Regions from separate parts of the Pan troglodytes genome. Here region 2 is linked to region 1. A link is a contact called in public Hi-C data. All regions are on one chromosome and are shown on one strand. Each heading gives the region's core, a stretch centred on a gene start, on an enhancer-like site or on the middle of the called end of the contact. The rest is flanking DNA. Distances are from core to core; before and after follow the strand shown.

What was found. Hi-C and Micro-C count contacts between places; a contact is called where the count stands out from the background.
Region 2: a Hi-C map of stem cell-derived neural progenitor cells shows a contact between it and region 1, with 2.7 times the contacts expected there. The contact joins the enhancer-like site here to the promoter of CMTM7 in region 1. A contact is called at or near these places in 3 of 7 Hi-C or Micro-C datasets (blood, induced pluripotent stem cells and stem cell-derived neural progenitor cells) and 1 of 1 datasets of contacts at active chromatin or transcription factors (stem cell-derived excitatory neurons).

The regions. Positions count from the first base shown.
Region 1 is chr2:36,403,826-36,409,554 of NHGRI_mPanTro3-v2.0_pri, reverse strand. CMTM7 (CKLF like MARVEL transmembrane domain containing 7) reads right to left here and starts at 3,092. Exons shown (of 4, transcript XM_003309684.7): 1 at 2,703-3,092. The coding sequence starts at 2,861.
Region 2 is chr2:36,482,485-36,488,432 of NHGRI_mPanTro3-v2.0_pri, reverse strand. No RefSeq gene overlaps it. Among named protein-coding and RNA genes, the nearest start is that of CMTM6, 33 kb to the left of the region's middle. Within about 2 kb of position 3,987, at least 10 of the 24 cell types and tissues checked have an H3K27ac peak or open chromatin away from gene starts, as enhancers often do. A contact at or near this core is called in stem cell-derived excitatory neurons and stem cell-derived neural progenitor cells, where this site is marked.

The DNA of each region.
Region 1 (5,729 bases), core at 1,843-4,342:
GAGATCGTGCCACTGCACTCCAGCCTGGTGACACAGCAAGACTCCCTCTCAAGAAAGAAAGAAAAAAAAGAGTGCTTTAAAGTCAAAAGTCAAAACCTGTGACTGTGTCTCTACTCCAAAAAGGAAGACCAAAAAAACTGAATTATCATGGCCAGAGGATTATAAAAATTACACATGTATAAATGACATGTCAAGTACACACATTCACTCAGAAACTCATTTTCTAGTAATGGGGGACCCAGAAGAGGCCAAGACAAGGGAAGTCATTCTCCAGTGGAACAGCCTTTGCAATGATTTCTTAAGACAATGTGTTGGCAGATCTATTGATCAGATCATGATGAAAACATTTCATGAGAAGCTGAGGACAAAAGGGTCAACCTGTTCAGTATGAAACTGAGAAATTGATGGTCAAAATGAGAGACCCATAGAAAGAAAGCCCAATGGGTGGCATTAATTTAGCTGCTTCTGCCCTTCCCCAATGTTAAAACTTGGCTAAACAAGCATTTTCCAGCAAAGAAGACAAATGAACCTCAAATGCCCAAGCAGAGTCTTAGAAAAGAGGAGAAGTGGGAAAATAGGGAGGAGTTAGATAAGAGGCCCAAGTAGATAGCCCTAACTAGGACTAATATAGCCATCCTGCAAGGGCAACTTTGCTCCCAGAGGGTCTGATCAAACAAGCCTGCAGCAGTGATGGGGAATCCTCCAGGGCAGGTGTAAGACTCCTCAGCATGGTTTTAAGAGGAGCACATAGAGAATAAGCAACCAGATAAAGAAATTATTCAAGTCTTTGTTCTCTTTTTTGGAACAACAGGCCCCACTCTTGCCACTTGCAAATTGGCCCAAGGACCACAGGCCAGAGGCTAGCTGAGGAGCTTAAGATGAGATGGAGATTTCTCATCTCCCAGTATCTTTATTCATCAAAATCATGGACCACATGAAGGCTTCTCATCTCCATTACCTTTTCTTTGTACCTTTTTTTTTTTTTTTTTTTTTTGAGACAGGCCTCCCTCTGTCACGCAGACTAGTGCAGTGGCACAGTTCACTGACCTTCTCAGCTCAATCAATCCTCTCACCTCAGCCTCCCAAGTAACTGGGACTAGAGGCCCATGCCAACCACACAAGGTTTTAAAATTTTTTTTTGTAGAGATGGGGTCTCGCTATGTTGCCGAGGTTTCATCTCCATTATGTTTGTGTACCAAACTCATAGACCAACAAGGAGACTTTTCATCCCATAATATCTTTGTCCAGCAAACTCAGGGGCCAAGATGGAGGCTTCTGATCCCATTCTCTGTCTACCAAACTCATCCCTTCCAATGCTCAGGTAGGATATGTCTCACCCCAGCCCATCTTTTAAGGATGGTGAGATGGGCTGGTCTCTTCTATTTGGCTGATCAAATCTCTTAGCCTGGGCCAAAAAATGCCCTGCTCAAACCCAACAATGCTCAGCACCAGATTTTTCTGTACGTTGCTGAAATGCCTCTTCCTAATTTTTGGTCTATCTAGACACCGTTCTTAGGGAGGCAGGAACTCAGCGCCCCTTCTCTTTAGGTCTGGCCCAAGCAAGACATGAGGGCCACCTCATGCACACTCAGTGTCTGGAATGGCAGTGCTATAGATGCACAGACGTCCTGTGCCCAACCCCCTGGGGCCAGTCCACCTTAGCAGGCCCCAGCTTCTGGGTGTGTGACCTTGTCCAGCCCCACACTCCTTTCCCCACACCTCTTTTTGAAACTTACCGCTCCCTTCCCCACCATTCTTGGTGCAAACATTACAATGGTGGAGACTCACAAACAGCCCAACCCAGTTTCAAAACACATCATACAAACGGAAAAGTTGTTTCAGATTACAAACTTTTAAAGAAGAAAAAAACGGGAGGGGAGAAAAGAAAAGAGTGGGGAACAAGAGAATCGGCCAGGCAACGTCTGCCCTGGTAGAAGGCCCTTGTGCTGAGTTGGTCACAATCCAAGCCCAGACACTCATCCTGCCTGGCTCCACGGGTGACTCCCATTCAACAGTCTGGCTCCCCTACATGAGTACCAGCCCCTGACAACAGGCCTTTCCCAACTGACCACCTGCCCTCCAGAGCCCCCTGAGACCCGGGCCCTCCCTCGGAACTTGAGGGCGCAGGGGACCAGGACGGCCGTCTCAGCGGTCCCAGTTCTTTTTCCCCACTATGGAACGCAAGACCCTCTGACCTCCTCCTTCGAGCGAAACTGCACACAGAGCAGGGAAGCCCTGCCGCGCTGGGTTCGGAGGAAAGGGGAGGCCGTGGACGGGGAAGAGGTCGGGTTTCGCTGCCTCAGCGCCGCCGCCTGGGCGACTCTTCCACCCCCGGCTCGGGTTCGAAGCGGCGCGGCCCAGAGAAGAGGAAGAAAGACGAAAAGGAACTTTGCCCGTGGTTTCAGTCAGTAGGCGGGTCAGGCTTCGCAGGGGGGTGGCCGGAGAAACTTGCGACCCTGGCGACCTGGGTCCGCGGGAGCAAGGGCCGGGGCAGCTCTGGGGACTGAGCTCCAGCGCGGGGGCTGCGGCGGCAACTTTCCCGGAGGAAGCCTGCTGCGAACTTTAGCGACGCGATCCCCCGCCCGCTGCGCGATGCTCCCTGGGCTCCGGCCGGGTCCAGACGCCCGGCGCGTCCGCTCCCGGACCCCTGCTTTCCCGGGACGCCCTGTAGAACCTCGGCCTCGCGCCCCGCGCTCACTTACCATTTGCGCCACTTTCAGCAGGGCCGCGTGGGTGCGGGGGTAGCTGAGGTCCAGCAGCCCCTCCAAGGGGCTCGCGCTGGGCTGGGCCGCGCCGGCCCCGGGTCCGAGCGCGCTGCCGCTGCTGCACGTGGTGCGGACGAGCCCGGCTCCGTGCGACATTGCGCGGCCCCAGCTCGCTGGCCGCCTCCCCGGGCAGCTGCCCAGGGGCCAGATACGGAGGGCGGGCCGGGGGCGGGCGGGGGCGGGCGGGGGCGGGCGCTGGCGAGGGCGGGGCGCCCGGGTCCCTGCCCCGCTGCTGGAGACGCGGAGCCGCCTCTGGCGGGATCCCTCCGGGGACTGGCCGGCCGGCGCCTTCCAGAAAGGTAGCGGCAGTCCCGGCCCTCGTAGATGCGCGGAAGTTAGACTGGAGCGAGAGGAAACCGGATGCCTTGGGTCGTGGCCTCTCCGAGGTGGGCAAGGCCCGGACCACAGCTGGTACTGAGCCTCCTGGGATTTTGTGTGGGTGCGGCTGCGGATGTGTGCTGAGAGCACTTTACTGAAGTTTAACTTACATAAAGTGTGATGCCCAGACCTTACGTGTTCAGCTCCACTAATTTTTATGTATGTGTACACCTGTGTAACCGTCGCCCAGATCAACAAATAGAACGTGCCCATCACCCCAGAAAGTTCCGTGGTGGGCCTTCCTGACCTACCTTCCTTCCCTGTCCCCATCCTTATCCAGCCTCAGGCAACCACTACAGTGTATTCTGCTTTCTGTCACTGTAGGTTCATTTTGCCTGTTCTTGGACTTCATAAACTTGAAGTAATACAGAATATTCTCCTTCAACATAACAAATTAGAAGATCCATCCTGTTGGGAATATAAGTAGTTCATATCAGTTCCTTCCTTTTTATTGCTGAGTAGTACTCCACTGTGCAAAGATACCGTATTTTTTAAACGTTTACCCAGTTGATGGACACCAAGCTTGCTTCCTTCCTACCTGCTTGCCTGCCTCCTTCCCTCCCTCCGGCCTTTCCCCCCTCCCTCGTCTCTTTTCTGGCTATAGTGACTATTAGGGTACACGTTTTTTTGGTGGATACAAACTCACATTTCTCTGGGACAAATATCTGCAAGTGAACGCACTGGTTACAAGGGGAGCATATGTTTGCTTCTGTTAGAAGCTGTCAGCCTGGGGAACATGGCCAGACCTCATTTCTACAAAAAACAAAAAATAAAAATAAATTAGCTGGGCCGGGCGCGGTGGCTCACGCCTGTAATTCCAGCACTTTGGAAAGCCGAGGCGGGCGGATCACGAGGTCAGGAGATCAAGACCATTCTGGCTAACACGGTGAAACCCCGTCTCTACTAAAAATACAAAAAATTAGCTGGGCGTGGTGGCGGGCGCCTGCAGTCACAGCTACTCGGGATGCTGAGAATGGCGTGAACCCGGGAGGCGGAGCTTGCAGTGAGCAGAGCTTGCGCCACTGAATTCGAGCCTGGGCGACAGAGCGAGACTCTGTCTCAAAATAAAAATAAAAATAAAAATAAATAAATAAATAAATTAGCTGGGTGCTGTGGCACATGCCTGTTCAGGAGGCTGAGGCTGGAGGAGCCTTGGAGCCCAGGAGGTTGAGGCTGCAGTGAGTCATGACAGTGGCATTGCACTCCAGCCTGGGCCACAGAGCAAGACCTTGTCTCAATTAAAAAAAAAAAAAAAAAGAAAAGAAAAAGAAAAAGCTGTCAAACAGCTATCCAAGTGACATACTATTCTGTATCCCTTTTGGGTTGTTTTAAAAATGAAGCGGCCAGGCGTGGTGGCTCACGCCTATAATCCCAGCACTTTGGGAAGTCAAGGCATGAAGATCCCTGGAGGCCAGGAGTCCGAGATTGCAGTGAGCTATGATCTTGCCACCGCACTCTTGTCTGGGTGACAGAGTGAGACACTGTCTCTTAAAAAAAAAAAAAAGAAAAAGGAAAAGAAGAAAACATAAAAATGAAGACAGGCCCAAACGGGACTACCAAAATGAGGTATGTTATCATGTTCCTTTTGAGCAGTGTCCCTGTGGCCATACTTACATTTATTCACTTGGAGATAACATCAAAAAATCTGGCTGGGCACGGTGGCTCATGTCTGTAATCCCAAAATCAAGCTCACAAGCCCAAGTTTGACACCAGCAAGGGCAACATGGCGAAACCCCATCTCTACAAAAAAACACAAAAATTAACTGGGCATGGTGGCACGTGCCTGTAGTCCCAGCTACTCAGGAGGCTGAGGTGGGAGGATTGCTTGAGCCCGGGAGGTTGAAGCTGCAGTGAGTCATGATTACAACACTGTACTCCAGCCTGGGTGACAGAGCAAGACCCTGCCTCAAGAACAAAACAAAACAAAGCGAAACATAAAACTACCTTTGTGAGTTTATTCCCTGCCAGTGCTGTCTTGTCATCAGAAGAGTTTTCGATGTGGCAAAGTCCTAATAATTCTTGTTGGTGGATGATACCCATGCAATCTCTGTTTTGGCAAGTCTTTTAGTTGATTCTGATGCACACTCAAATTTGAGGACCACTGTCATTGCCAGAGTCCACTGCAGTTGAAACATTTGGGGATTTATTACACTATTTATTCCACCTTTATGTACATTTGACAATTTTCATGATCAAGAAAAATTGCCTTCCACGTGTGTCTTCTCTGTAGACAACAGTCACAGCTGCCTGTTACCTCCATTTGTTTCTCTGTAATTCAGGAATAATTGCATCTAGGGGCTGCTGTGACAATGTGATAGATATGCAGGCGTGCTGTGACATTTCTGGCTCTATACCCACAGGCATGAAGTTAGTACTATGTATCATTTTTTTATGTAGATGTACATTTCACTTCTGTACTTGTCTAAGGCTTCAGGACCCACAGTGGAGATGACAGGGCATCTTTGTTGAGATGAGGGTTTCAGGGAAGCAGAAAAACCAACTGCTGGATCATTTCTCCTTTGAGGGGCCTTTGTCCAATTCAGCAGTCTTCTAACAGTGATTTTCAGTGTATAGCCCCCCAACCAG
Region 2 (5,948 bases), core at 2,738-5,237, 78 kb before region 1:
GTTCAGGGGCTAGACTCAGTATGTTAGTCCACTGCGCTGATTTGGACCTTTTGAGCCATCTCTCCAACAAGCTACTAAAATGAGGGAGGAAACAAACCTCCATGCCATCCAAATTTGTCTTAACCCCTGACCCTTGGGGTTCTACAGCTGGGCTGGGCCAGGGGTGACATATTTAACAACATGAGAACTAGAAGAGTCGTAGAAGGACATTTGGGACTGTTGTTCATGCCTGTAATAGAAAAAGAGAGAGTGATTCACTTCCCCTTGGCCTCCATGCACTTCTAGGGTCAAGACATTTATACCAGATCAGTTGGGATCTGTCATCCTGTCTTAGGGATGACTCAAGTTGTCCTTTTTCTGGACCCACGAGTTGCCATTTTGTTATCATAAGTACATAGCAGGCAGAGGAAGGTGGCCATAGAACACCTGATACAGAGTATCCAAGTTTTAGTCTATCCACAGAGATCTGAACAAAATGAACCATTCATTTATTTATCCATTGAAGGGAGCTCGGGTAAGCAGAGGTGATTATCATCAGCTTGTGCAGCTTGTAAGTAGATGAAGGTGGACCAGCTGTCCCTGTGGAAGTCAGCATTGAAGGGTCTGGTATAGCTGGCAAATAATACAGTCTTTGCAGTTAAACATGGCCTCTGGCCGGGCGCGGTGGCTTACGCCTGTAAGCCCAGCACTTTGGGAGGCCGAGGTGGGCAGATCACGAGGTCAGGAGATCAAGACCATCCTGGTGAACACGGTGTAACCCTGTCTCTACTAAAAACAAACAAACAAACAAAAAAAACCAAAAAATTAGCCGGGTGTGGTACGGGCGCCTGTAGTCCGGTTACTCAGGAGGCTGAGGCAGGAGAATGGCATGACCCCGGGAGGCGGACCTTGCAGTGAGCTGAGGTTGCACCACTGCACTCCAGCCTGGGTGACAAAGCGAGACTCCGTCTCAAAAAAACAAACAAAAAACAATGGCCTCCATAATTGATCACTGGGCATCTCAATCCTTTATGGTGGTTCCATGCATATGGTGGATTTGAGCACAAGTTGATTGGTCTGTAGTGGAGGTGATGGCCACATATGTTTGACTGACTTTTTCACTTTAAATGCTTTTCACTAGATGTGTTTGCTTCATATAACCATATAGATAGATACTGAGTTTGTAATTAAATAGTTAACATGTCCCCAAGGTAGGGGCCATCCAATATACGGTATGTCTTTTCTGGTCCAGTCCTGGTTGGCCCAAAGATCTGACCATACAGATGGGCCATTCGTGACAGCCCATGTGGCATGTTTAATCTTAGGGCAGTACTCTCTGTGGCCAGAAATCCCTTCTGGAGTTCAGCCCATTGCACAGAGTGCCCACAGCTGTGGGCCATCACCCTTGCGCCATCACTGGATGGCTGTAGCATTCCAAAGGCCCTGCTTGCTCAGAGGTGGGTGGGCTCTTTCTTCAGTGATGCCTTCTTGTCAGGTGGCCTATTTCATAGGTGGCATCTTCATAAAACCAGCAGTTTTGGTAAAACAGTAGGAAAGACACTATTTCTGTCTCCTGGGTGGGCCACCACCTGTTTGGCCCACCCTGAAGATGGCTAAAGGCTGAGGAGCTGGGTTTGGCCCTTAATTGGAAGATCCATTTTCTTCTCGTGATGGGATGTTCTGGAGCTTGTCCCACCCATTTGTGAAACTTAGTTCAGAATTGCAGGATGAGAATGTCAAGTTGAAGACTGTTTTGCGTAGGCAGGGCTCAGTGATGCTGGCCGTTGTTTCTCAGCAGCAGGAGGAAGTCCTCAAGTTCAAAAGGTCAAAGTCTAGAAGAAGAACCAGAGAAGTCTGGTTTGCCAAAGGCTCTAATCAACTGTGCAGTTCATCCCAGACCCCTGTAGTTCCTTGACCCGAAGGAAATAAAGGCTCTAGGGCAAGGCTTCTGTTACTGCTGTCTGGGCTGATTCTTAGGTTCTTTGTTGTTCAGGCTCTTGGGCAAATGTGGCCACATGTCTGATGACTTGGGGGATGGAAGCTGTAGGAATATTCTTAGGTTTGGGATGTACCATCCAGCGGCCAATTTTGCTGTAGGGCCACTTTTCTTCTTCTTCTTCTTCTTCTTTCTTCTTTTCTCCTCCCCCTCCCCCTCCCCCTCCCCCTCCTCTCCTCCTTCTCCTTCTATCTTCTTCTTCTTCTTCCTCTTCCTCCTCCTCCTCTTCTTCTTCTTCTTTTGTAGTTGGTGGCTATTACAAAGTTTTCCTTATTTAATTGTGAAATATCTATTTGAGCTGTGACACAGCCCCCAAGATGGCCACTTGAAAGGCAGAGCGCCTGGGTTTTGTCCTTGCTCAGGGCCCACCTGTCTTTCGTCAGTGGTGCTTCGGTGGCATGTAACGCCCTGAAAGCAGTCTTCTTTGTGCAGACATGATGGAAATGCCTGCCCATACACCAGCAGTTCACACTGTGCTGGGTTTGTCCAACCCACTGATGCCATATCACTGGGAAATTCAGGGCAATAAAAGTGTGCTATATGCTGTGCTCGTGAAAGCAAACTGACATTCCCCACAGGGAGATCTAAAATAATGCATTAGCAATACCCTAGGTTGCAAACCAAGTACCAGGTAGGATGGCAGCAAAACATTCATTCATTTTTATTATGTCAGCACAATTGAAACAAAAGGTGGCCACACTCTTTTTGAAGCTTCCCTAATCCACAGTAGAGTTCCCAGCATCCATTCGACAGACAGGGATGTTCAGCTAAAGAAAGCTCTGTATAGGCTGGGCACGGTGGCTCCTTTGGGACGCTGAAGCAGGTGGGTCACCTGAGGTCAGTAGTTCAAGACCAGCCTGACCAACATGGAGAAACCCTGTCTCTAGTAAAAATACAAAAAAATTAGCCAGGTGTGGTGGCTCACGTCTGTAATCCCAGCTATTCGGGAGGCTGAGGCAGGAGAATCGCTTGAACCTGGGAGGCGGAAGTTGTGGTGAGCTGAGATCACGCCATTGCACTCCAGCTGGGCAATAAAAGCGGAACTCCATCTCAAAAAAAGAAAGCTCTGTATAGCACCTCTGTTGGTATAAAACCTGTGTGAGAAGACCAAATACTTTTTCTTCTCCCAGAAAGAGGCATTGTTTCAAATGTTATGCTTGGCAAGCTTTATGAGTAAACACCATTCTTGGGCATGCATCTGACTGCTCCTGATATGAGTCACCAACAGGGATCACAATAAATGGATCCAGTGAACAGGTTCTTGCAAAAGAGAAGCACAATCCAGGCAAACACACACACACACAACACACCACCTCACAAAACCACAGCAAGTATGTAGTAAGTTTAGGAATATTTGGGACTTCCTCCTGGGTAGGAATGAATCTGGGGATGCAACCCCATATCTAAGTCTTGTCCCTCTGCTGTCGTTTGCCCCAGACTGAGTTGTACCAGCTCAGACTTAGATCTTTGCTCCACAGGAACTGTGACATCCACTCCAGGTTTTGTATCAGGTCATCTGCTGTTCTGAGCACCCTTACAGCCCCCTAGCTAGTCCAGCTCTGCCTGTCCCTTTCATTCCATCCATACCTGGCTTTCAGTCATAACATGTATTATGCAGGTTTTTTTCTGGGCTTTTTTTCTGATATGCAGTGGCCTCATTACTCAGGGTTTGCATTTTGTAAGAAATCCACCGCTTGTTCAAATGACTTGCTTGTTTGAGAAGTTTAGTGGCTGAAGACTCGTTTTGTCTCACTCATCCCTCTGGGGCCTTGCGGTCTTTCTCTTTCCAGTCCCCTGGCCAATCAGCCAAGCCGTTCACCACTCCCTGAGTCTGTATATTTTCTTTCCAGCGGATGATCAGATGCACTGCCCAGAGCTTTGCCCATTGGGAGTGTTTCCTTTCACTGCTGTCTTTCAAGGCTACCCCTGAAATAACACTATTAGTGCAGCCAGCACACATTTTCAGCTTGTATCCACGTGGCCCGCTGAGCCATCATCATGACTGAACCAGGGAAGGAGAGTGAGCCAATATGAGGATATTACTGAGTTAGCCACCACTGTGTGATTGGTTGCTCAATCCCACAGGACTGTCCTCTGAGAAGCTGTGTAAAATGTGCCTCAGGGTGGTCTGGTCCAGGAGAGAAGGAGGAAGAATGCACGCACTGGTTCCTGTGTCCCGTTGGTCAGTGTTACCTCACAGGGAGTGAATTCCCCCGCAGCACTTGCAAGTTGCACTGTGTGGCCGCTGAGCAGGTCCCATGGCAGTGTCCACAGGAAAGCGCCAAGGTGACAGTTGAAGGCCCAAATCACAGCTATCAGGTTATGCTGGCATGACATGGTCGTAGGCCTTGCAGGGCTAGCACTGCAGTGGTGGCTGGATCAAGGGATAGGTGAGGCCAAGAGGATGTAACATGTTGCATAATGGTAAGTGAATAAAGTCCTGAAAGATTACATACAGTGTGGTATCTTTTCCATTTAATTATAAACTACCAAGATTACAAGAAATGCAAGCCCGTGATCAGTGGGGGATTTGGGAGGTTACCTTGGGAGGAAAAAGATGGGAGGGTGATGAACTGAAGAAGCATATTGTTACAGTTGAATGTAGGTTGTCACGGCTAGCTTCAGTGCTGACTACAAACAAAAAATAGGGAAGGAGGGAGGAAGGAGGCCATGCATGGACCATGATTAGAGGGTAAGAGTGTTATGAACTCAGGATGATGATTAATCTGTGTACCTGAGGTTCAAATAAAACGTGCAGGCCGGGCGCGGTGGCTCACGCCTGTAATCCTAGCACTTTGAGAGGCCGAGGTGGGCGGATCATGAGGTCAGGAGTTTGAGACCAGCCTGACCAACATGGTGAAACCCCGTCTCTACTAAAATACAAAAATTAGCCGGGCGTGACGGTGGGCGCCTGTAATCCCAGCTACTGGGTAGGCTGAGGCAAGAGAATTGCTTGAACCTGGGAGTTGGAGGTTGCAGTGAGCCGAGATCGTGCCGCCAGACTCCAGCCTGGGTGACAGAGTTAGGCTCTGTCTCAAAAAGAAAAAGAAACCCACAAAACAACAACAACAAAATCCCCCCAAAAACAGCAACAAAAAAACTGTGCAAGTGGATGCTTCTAATGTGAACAGTTCTTAGCTTTCCCAGAGGCGTGGCTCTCCCCAAGGAACGCGGCGGCGATGCTTCCCGATGGCCGCCAGGGGGCGTGCGCGGCCAGGAGCGGGCGCGTTGCGCGGGGGCTCCTGCAGCCACCTGCGCGGTGGGTTTTGTTTTCGCTACAGGAGAGCTGTGTCCAGCTGGGAGGTGTGGCAGCAGGCACAGCTGTTGGCCGGGGACCCCGGGGGCTCCCCAGGGAGGGCCTCCGCCCAGCGCGCTGCCCCTGGGTTAGCTAGGAAGCATCTGCCAGACCGGCGGGGCCCCGACTTCCCGGAGAACTGCCGAGACCCTGGGGCAAGCGCTTGAGGGCCCTCCCGGGCAGAATCGCAAACGGGACGGCTGCTTCAGCTAGCCCCCAGCAGGTGTGTTTGGCCTGAAGTGTATCTTTGAAAAGATACTTGGCAGCATTTAAAAATCGGGAAATGTTTAGCGTGGAAATCCAGATGACCATTTCTCTGGGTCACTTGGGGCATCTGGCAGCACTTGGCCAGCGGCTCGCTCCACACGCACCCCTGCCAGGCTGACGAGGTTTGTCACAGTTTCGGTCAAATCAGTATTCCGCGTGACCATTATTCTGGCTGTTATCACTATTCACAACTGAGCCAAGCGGCACACTTCATGCTGTGGTAACATTTCCTTTTTTGCATAACTCTACGTGGAATATTTTTTATTTTATTTTTATTTTTATTTTATTTTTTTGAGAAGGAGTTTCGCTCTTGTTGCCCAGGCTGGAGTGCAATGGTGCAATCTCGCCTCACCACAACCTCTCCGCCTCCCGGGTTCAAGTGATTCTCCTGCCTCAGCCTCCCGAGTAGCT